2 separate regions of the Sus scrofa genome follow, and region 2 is linked to region 1. Evidence: chromatin contacts called from public HiChIP or PLAC-seq data. All regions are on one chromosome and are shown on one strand. The core of a region is the stretch at or near the end of the contact, and the rest is flanking DNA. Distances in the headings are between cores, read along the strand shown. Region 1 overlaps STARD13 (stAR-related lipid transfer protein 13). Region 2 holds the start of LOC106507939.

Region 1 (3,668 bases), core at 725-3,224:
GGCAGCTACAGCTCAGATTCGACCCCTAGACTGAGAACCTCCATGTGCCGCAGATGCGGACCCCAAAAAAAAAAAAAAAAAAGGAGGGTCAAGAGAAGCCTCTGAATGATGAGCAAGACTTGTTAAGAAAGGGAGAAAAGGAATATTCCAGGAAGCAAACAAATGACTTTAAGGTTTTTAAAGCATTTTCACATATATTATGCCACTTGACCTCCATAACAACCTTAAGTGATAAGGTATACATATCGCATCATATTACATATTCTCATACTGTAGCAGAAGAACTATGAGTCGGTGGGGTTAAGTGACTTGCCCAAGGTCACACAATCGAGTGGCATGGCTCACAGGGCAGCTGCGCTTTAAGAATTCAAACTCAGCGAACAGTGCCCACAGGGATGGTTTTGTCTGGAGTGTAGTGGTATTAGCAGCTGAACTTGGCAGGTGCGACTTCTGACTTCTGACTCCTGATGTCATCTGCACTATACTAAGCTGTTATATTTATCACTTAAAATGAAAATGGTTCAAAAATGAGAATACACTAACAGCTCCTATTTTTTAATATTGTATATACTGTTGCTTTTATTGGAATATTTTAGAGATTCTCTATGTATACACACAAATATCCATATCTTATATGAAGATGAGTATGATTTATTTGAATATGATATATATGTCTATATAAACGTTAGAAAATATTAGGTGACAGTTTGCATTATTATCCACTTACTGGAATTAGGAATTCTAAAAATTATGTATATTTAAGCACACCAGATCAGGGCAGACTGCACCCATTTTAACCTAGCTTCTACAACTTCAACCTGTTTGAGAGAATGCCTGTTATTTCACAATGCAAGGAACTGTGATGAGAAAATCAAACGATAATTACAAACAGAAAAAAGATTAGTACAAGTAGCTTCAAGAGCAGGCTACTGCAAGCAAAAGCATCACTGTATAAGATTACAGAATTTTGTTTTCAGTGACCAGAGTTTTTCAGCTTTTTCAGTCTAAGGACACAGAGGCAACTTGATAAGTGACACACATGCTAAAAACTAACAGCACAGGACACAATATAAATATCTTGCTGACATCTGAAATGTCTCTGGGCGTCAAAGAGATGGCTGGAGTGATTCGCTGTATTTTTAAGCAGTGACACAGATTTATTAGAAGGTTATTCTTTTCCTCAAGGTTGCCGAGGTAGGCAGCATAAGAGGAGCGGCTGAAATCCAAGGCTTCTGACTGTTACCTTGGTCCCTGCAATAAATTCAAAGTGTCTTCATCAGGCCTGACAGGACACTGTCAGAAATTGGCATTCTTTCACACATTAGAAAAATGGGTCTGGATGCTATCCTGTCACCTGTCAGCATATGTCAGCGCATGTGAGCTCAGCACTCGCAGAACATACTGGCGGGCGTATCTGACCCTCACAGACAGATAAGGTATACATCACAGAGAGTATGTTCCAGAATCTCCGAAAGGCCGTCTCGCACACATCTCTAAACAACTGCATAAGCAGAAGCGAGTCTACAGAGAATTCCGTCCACTGATATTCTCTCCCCCCGCCCCCTTAAATCTAGACTCTAGAAACAAGTTAAGCTTCTGAAAAGACAGTAAGACAAAATGTGCAACTTTCAGTTTCTGACTGCCCGAATAAGACAAGACATCAACGTGGCATTTATTACGAAACGTGTGGAAAGGGGGCCCTGTAGAAAGCGTGTGGTTGCTCGGAACAGCGCCACCTCATTCAAAGGTGCCAGGAACACTAACGAGACCAGGATGTCAGCAAAGGCAGAAAGAGATCAATACTCGGCCCCATTCGTACTTGTCCCACCACCGGGCACTCTGCTGACTCTATGTAAATGAAATCAATCAGCAAGGATTTCTGTAAATGCAAAAAACAGTTGTCCTCTAGACTCGGCCCGAAGATAAATGATTCCAGACGTTGGACGGCAGCCACTTTCCCACACATGCTCTGAAGTTCTGACATCCATATTGGGCCATAACACTGAGTGGTTTCTGCTTCTGCCAGTTTACGGCCTGTGCTTCTTCCACTTCTGGTTGGGACTCCACGGCTTGCTAACGCCAGCACAAAGTAAGTCCCTTTTCGCCTGTGTCAATTTTAAGAGAACTGCCTTTTCTAACACAGGGGATCCTGTGATCCCCCTCCAAACTTTCTGCTACTGCTTGTGTAAACGTATCATTCCAAATCACTGCTTTAGATCTCTTTGGAATGAGACACATCCCAGCCTAATAAAACACATGATATGGGACATGAAATGCAGATGTCTTAGGTGTAACACACAATAACAAACAGCACAAGTCCAACTTTGTTTGAAAACTAAGACGTTTGAAAATGTATTAAACATATCCAGCAGGATTGTTTTCTATGGCAGTTTATAAAGAAGATCCAGACGCAGCTTTCTTTAAAAACTATGTCAACACAATAACATTAGGAGGAAAGGCATATAGAAGTTTAGCTCATGTTCACGGCTATTTCTGCAACTGATCTCAGGGAGTTAAGTACCCAATAGACAGCATTTTCTGCCAGCCTCTCACATCTGAGAGGACACTTTCTCGCTCAGTTGCCTTTGAGGAAAGATACAGGTAATTCTGCCCATAGTTCAAAAAAATAAGAAAGAAAACCTGATATCAGTATCTTTACACTAACTGAGATAAAACAATTTTCTGAGGTTAAAGTAAATAAATCTTACTGTAAGTTTCAAATGTTTTTAAAGTGAATAATCAAAAGGAGAGCCACTGCTTTAAATCTTAAATCAAATTCTTGCTACAAGATCGTCCCTCTAAATATCAAGGACACCCAAAGAACACTTTATACACATCCATAACACAACTCCCAGTATAAATAGGAAATAAGTGTTGTCTTACCCATGCCAGGGCCTCTTCAATGGAATACAAACTTACTTTGTTTAAAAACGTCCTTAAGCTGTGCTGTACCTTTGAAACAAAACCATTCTTGTCTTCATTTCATTTTCTGCTTTCTTGAAAATCGCGTCTCTGAAACTGACAGATGGTGCATCTGTCGCTGAGTGTTTCCTCTTGGTTATCTCTGCCAGCTAATATTTCCCCCGTGCTTAGCTGTTGTCAGTGAGACTGTTCCACATCCTTCTAGCCTGGTCAATGCTGTGCCTGGTCTGAGGGTGGTTTTGGCCCCGCCTCTAGCTCTAAGAGAAAAACGAAAACTCACAGCTGGATTTCCTATAAATCCTCTCCTTTAAAACTGGCTCAGTAGCTACGGCACGTACCAGAGGAAAAAAGCTGCTGGTCTGTCCCAGACCAAGAGGGGCGATCCTCGTTTAGGGGTCTCCCCCGGCAAGGGTGTAGGTTATATAACAAATCCCATGGTAAGTTGTCCTCAAACTTCAGAGGACAGGAGGGAGGGTTTTCAACCAGGCGTAGGTTTTTCCATGCCTACAGAGACTCGAAAGATGCCCATGACTGAAACACACACACACACACACACACACACACACACACACACACACACACACACGCATGTGCCCATGACGGGATAACTCTGAACATGTTAAAATTATGAAAACTGATTCCAAGGAAAAAAATGGAAAAGGAAAAAAAATGCCGAAACAGGACATTATAAAACTGGTGTACTGTAGCTTTCTGTCCCCAAACAGAGGTCATCATTCATATTCAGA
Region 2 (3,668 bases), core at 877-3,376, 300 kb after region 1:
AGGTAATGCATATGTTTATGGCATACATTGTGATGACAGTTTTGTGGATGTATAACTTATCTCCAAACTTATCAAGTTGTATACATAAATATGTTCAGATCTTCCATGTCAATCATATTTCAATAAAGAAAAAAAGGTGTGGGCATATTATGTAAGTAACGCCTGCAATTCAATTGTAAGAAAACAAAATCAATTTTTAAAATGGGCAAAAGCTTTGAACATATTTCCCCAAAATTAAATATCACCATGTATCAATTCAAATGGCTAAACAGATAATACTAACTGTTGTCATTTGATTGAAAGACTCATCATCCGTTTAAACTAGAGGGAAGACAATTAAAAGAGTAGAGATGCAGGTAAATTACATGGTGGGAAGAGGAGCTAATTCTTGACTAGGCTCATGATTCTTTTCTCAAAAAAGGATGAGGCAAAGTCATTGGTTGAGGAAGAAGTTGGTGATTCCAAAAGGGAATAAAATACCTGGTTTAAAGAGGGCAGAGTAACTACAGAAAAGAGTCTTTGTGGACTGGGGGAGAGACCATATGGGTGAGATCCCATTTGTTCACCTGACTGTTAAGCTGGTGAGCTAAGCACTTTCTGTGAATCATGAGTTCAATAATGACCCGGGTTTTGCCAGGCAAGTAACAGAAGTCAGGGAAAGGGGTTGAAGGTATTTGCAGAGAAGCAACTTTAATGCCACCACTTGTGAATATACATAAACAGACTCAATTAAGTAAATAATTCCTTACACTGGGAAGCACTATGCTAGGGTAAATTACTAGTATAATGGTGGCAAAATTAAGCACTCTTTCTTTCAATTTAAGGTTGTTTGTACATGAAATATAGGGAAGACAGGAACATAAAGTTAAAATAAGCAGCTAAATGCAATATATCCCAAAACAAAACATCTAATGAAGAATTTATTCCTTATTCTACACATTCAGTTTGAGGTCTAAAACCTGTTTTTCCCCAGTTTCCAAATCAGTGTTTCCACATCCATTGCCCCTTTAGCTCTGACCTTTGCTTTCATGTGTTTCCTAATGTCTTCCATTATGTGCCGCCTGCATCTAGCCTCCTGCTCACACACTGTGATCAGTCCCCAATGATCCTGCCCAATTTTTTTTGGTTTCTCACATAAATGTACATCATGGGACTCCTCCACTGACAGTAGCTTTCTTCACAACACCTGTTACCAAAACCCACCAAAGGGTTTTAACCAAAAACTATAAAATGTCTTTATGTGGCTACTCCAGACAATCTTTTATTCCCCAATCTTCCCATTTCTCTCAGTATAACTCTTTTAAATAAATCTCTATTCCTTTCAATCTGGCTTTCACAAGGACTCAAGTTTTTACGTAGGCCGCAGATTGGAAGGAACTCTGAAATACAAAGATAAAAGTGTCTACCAAGAAATTTCTTGGGAGAACTGGGTACCTTGCTGCTAACACTTTCAGAATTGGTCTAAAATTAAAGTTGGATTAGTATGGCTTCACAGAGAATTTATTTTTGCTACCTTTGGTCGTTTCGATGCTGCATTTAAAAACCAAACCAAACCAGGGCACTCTCACGAGTTCCTAGATCCGTCCTTTAAAAGTGGTTTGCCCCTGTCTTGTAAAAATGGAAATGGAGAATTCTTCTCCTTTCGAACGGTTTGCACAAGCGGCCTTCCCGTAATTAATATTTGATAAAGACCAAGACACCATAAAACAAAGAACATAAAATGTTACTGACAAAAACGTGACGATAAAGCCGATGAACTCCATGAGTTCTTGAGAAGCACTGCTAAAAAACCAAGACATGCTTCCTGACATAATTAAAAAGCGTTTTTAGGTTCCACGTGAAGAATGTATCTGCCCACGTTCCTTTTCACGAGTGACACTCCTACTGCCTCAGGACGGATGCTTAACGACACTTTGGGTGGATCAAGCCGGTGCAGGAAGAGATTTAGAGGGAAAGGCTGGGTCCAGCCCAGCACTGGGACCGCGCCCAGCAGGCATCTGGATCGCTTAAGACTCAAGGGGAAAATAAAGCTCGCGTTTTTACCTCACATACCATTAACTTTCCACAGAGATTTCCAGAAACCTCACTCACAGCCAGAAACCCCAACCCTGTGGGCGGGAGGGGATGGAGGGGGGGAAAAAAAAAAAACACAAAAAACCTACTACGCCACCATTTCCGCCTTGCCGGGCCAACAAACGTGCAAAGATGGAGAAAGACGCACGTCCCGGCAGCGCCTACGTCCCCAAAACGCGCAAGTGCGAGCGAGGTCCCGCCCCCTCGCGCCCCCAGCGAGGCGCGCGCACCAGAAACCAGCCCCCCGCTGGCGCCGCCCCGGGCTTCCGCCCCGAGGCCCGACGGTCGCTGTTCGGTTCCGGTTCTAGTCCCGCCCTCACGCGGGAACCCTCCAGAAATCTTAATATCCGGGACCCGAGGCCGCCGGCAGCGCGCATTTCCGGCGACAGAAAGGATCCGGTGACGCCTCTTCCCTTCTCTCCTGCCGCCCAGGCTCCGGCTCTCGGTGCGGCAGCGCCATCTGGTGCCGAGTGTCTCGCCGCCCGCGGAGGGGGCGCGCGCCTTTCGGAACCTTCCAGAGAAAACGCGGCCCCGGTTCTGCTCTGTCCCGCCCTCGGGAAGGGAGCGACCAGAGGCTCCGCCCTGCCGAGTTCCCGCGCAGGAGGTACTTTGCAGCACTTTGAATTGGTAGCTGCTTGTATGTGTTAGCTTGAAAATACCCGAGATGGAGCGGAAACGGAGTTCTTTCTCTAGTTTTAAGCCCAGAAAAAAAGCAGGTCTTTTTTTGTCTCCTCATACTTTGCTCTTGAGTCCTTCTCAATCATCCCTGCGTCGATTTCTTAGTCTTTTGGGACCGGGCTCCACCATTTCTTGCTTGGTGGGAAGATGGCACAGGTGTTGTGTCTTAGATTGGTTTCTGCTGTAAGAGGTTTTGTTTCCCTTTGATGATTAAACATACAGCGTACGTGTTTGGAGCCCCTGAAGGAGGGGAGAATTTCATGGATAACTTTTTAAAAAATAGGCCAAGGAAATTTCCGAAAGGTAGCCTCAGAAACACTCCGGATAAATATAGACTTGTTCGTGTGTCATATTTCTCTTAGATAACGGACGGGGAAAAGAAAACCTTTCCCCTAAGTTAGCAAAATCAATGTAAATTCTTCCTTGATGAATTTTTGCTTAAGAACCTCGATTTTCCTGGAAGTTTGAGGCCTGATTGTTTGGTAGTGAGCAATGGGTTGTTCTTAGGGCTTTACCAGAACGCGGCTTAACTGAGTATTTTAAGTGGAAGTTAGTGAAGGAAGTTTCCTGTAGCCTTCAGCGCCTACTGAAAGCACTGCTTCACTGGGCGATTCTCCTGCGGCAGCGATTCTCAAACGTGAGCATGCATCAGGTGTCCCTGGAAGACTTGTTAAAATAGATTGGCCTTAACCTGAAAGATTTTAACTGGGAAAGGCTGGGGGTAGAGCTGAATAATCACGACTCTGATAAATTCTCTGGTGATAACTTAAGCTGTGGGTAGTAGCACCACACTTGGAATAATTTATAGAGTTGAGGGTTGCTTTGTCAGTAATGCATGAGAACGGGGGTTTGATTCGTATCCTTGCCCAGTGGGTTAAGGATCCAGCCTTGCCCTGAGCTGTGGTGTAGGTCGCAGA

The links. HiChIP or PLAC-seq counts read pairs in DNA pulled down with a chosen protein or histone mark.
Region 2: an H3K27ac HiChIP or PLAC-seq map of skeletal muscle shows a contact between it and region 1, with 4 times the contacts expected there. The contact joins the promoter of LOC106507939 here to the enhancer-like site in region 1. A contact is called at or near these places in 3 of 5 promoter capture datasets (fetal liver and liver), 4 of 47 Hi-C or Micro-C datasets (embryonic fibroblasts, liver and skeletal muscle) and 2 of 2 datasets of contacts at active chromatin or transcription factors (alveolar macrophages and skeletal muscle).

Annotation. Positions count from the first base shown.
Region 1 is chr11:9,615,582-9,619,249 of Sscrofa11.1, forward strand. All of the region lies in intron 1 of STARD13 (stAR-related lipid transfer protein 13), which reads right to left. Among named protein-coding and RNA genes, the nearest start is that of STARD13, 120 kb to the right of the region's middle. Within about 2 kb of position 1,975, at least 43 of the 83 cell types and tissues checked have an H3K27ac peak or open chromatin away from gene starts, as enhancers often do. A contact at or near this core is called in fetal liver, liver and skeletal muscle, where this site is marked.
Region 2 is chr11:9,910,646-9,914,313 of Sscrofa11.1, forward strand. It overlaps LOC106507939, which reads left to right and starts at 2,127. Exons shown (of 4, transcript XM_021065188.1): 1 at 2,127-2,677. The coding sequence starts at 2,206. The region is part of intron 1 of LOC110255744 (a long non-coding RNA gene); the gene reads right to left.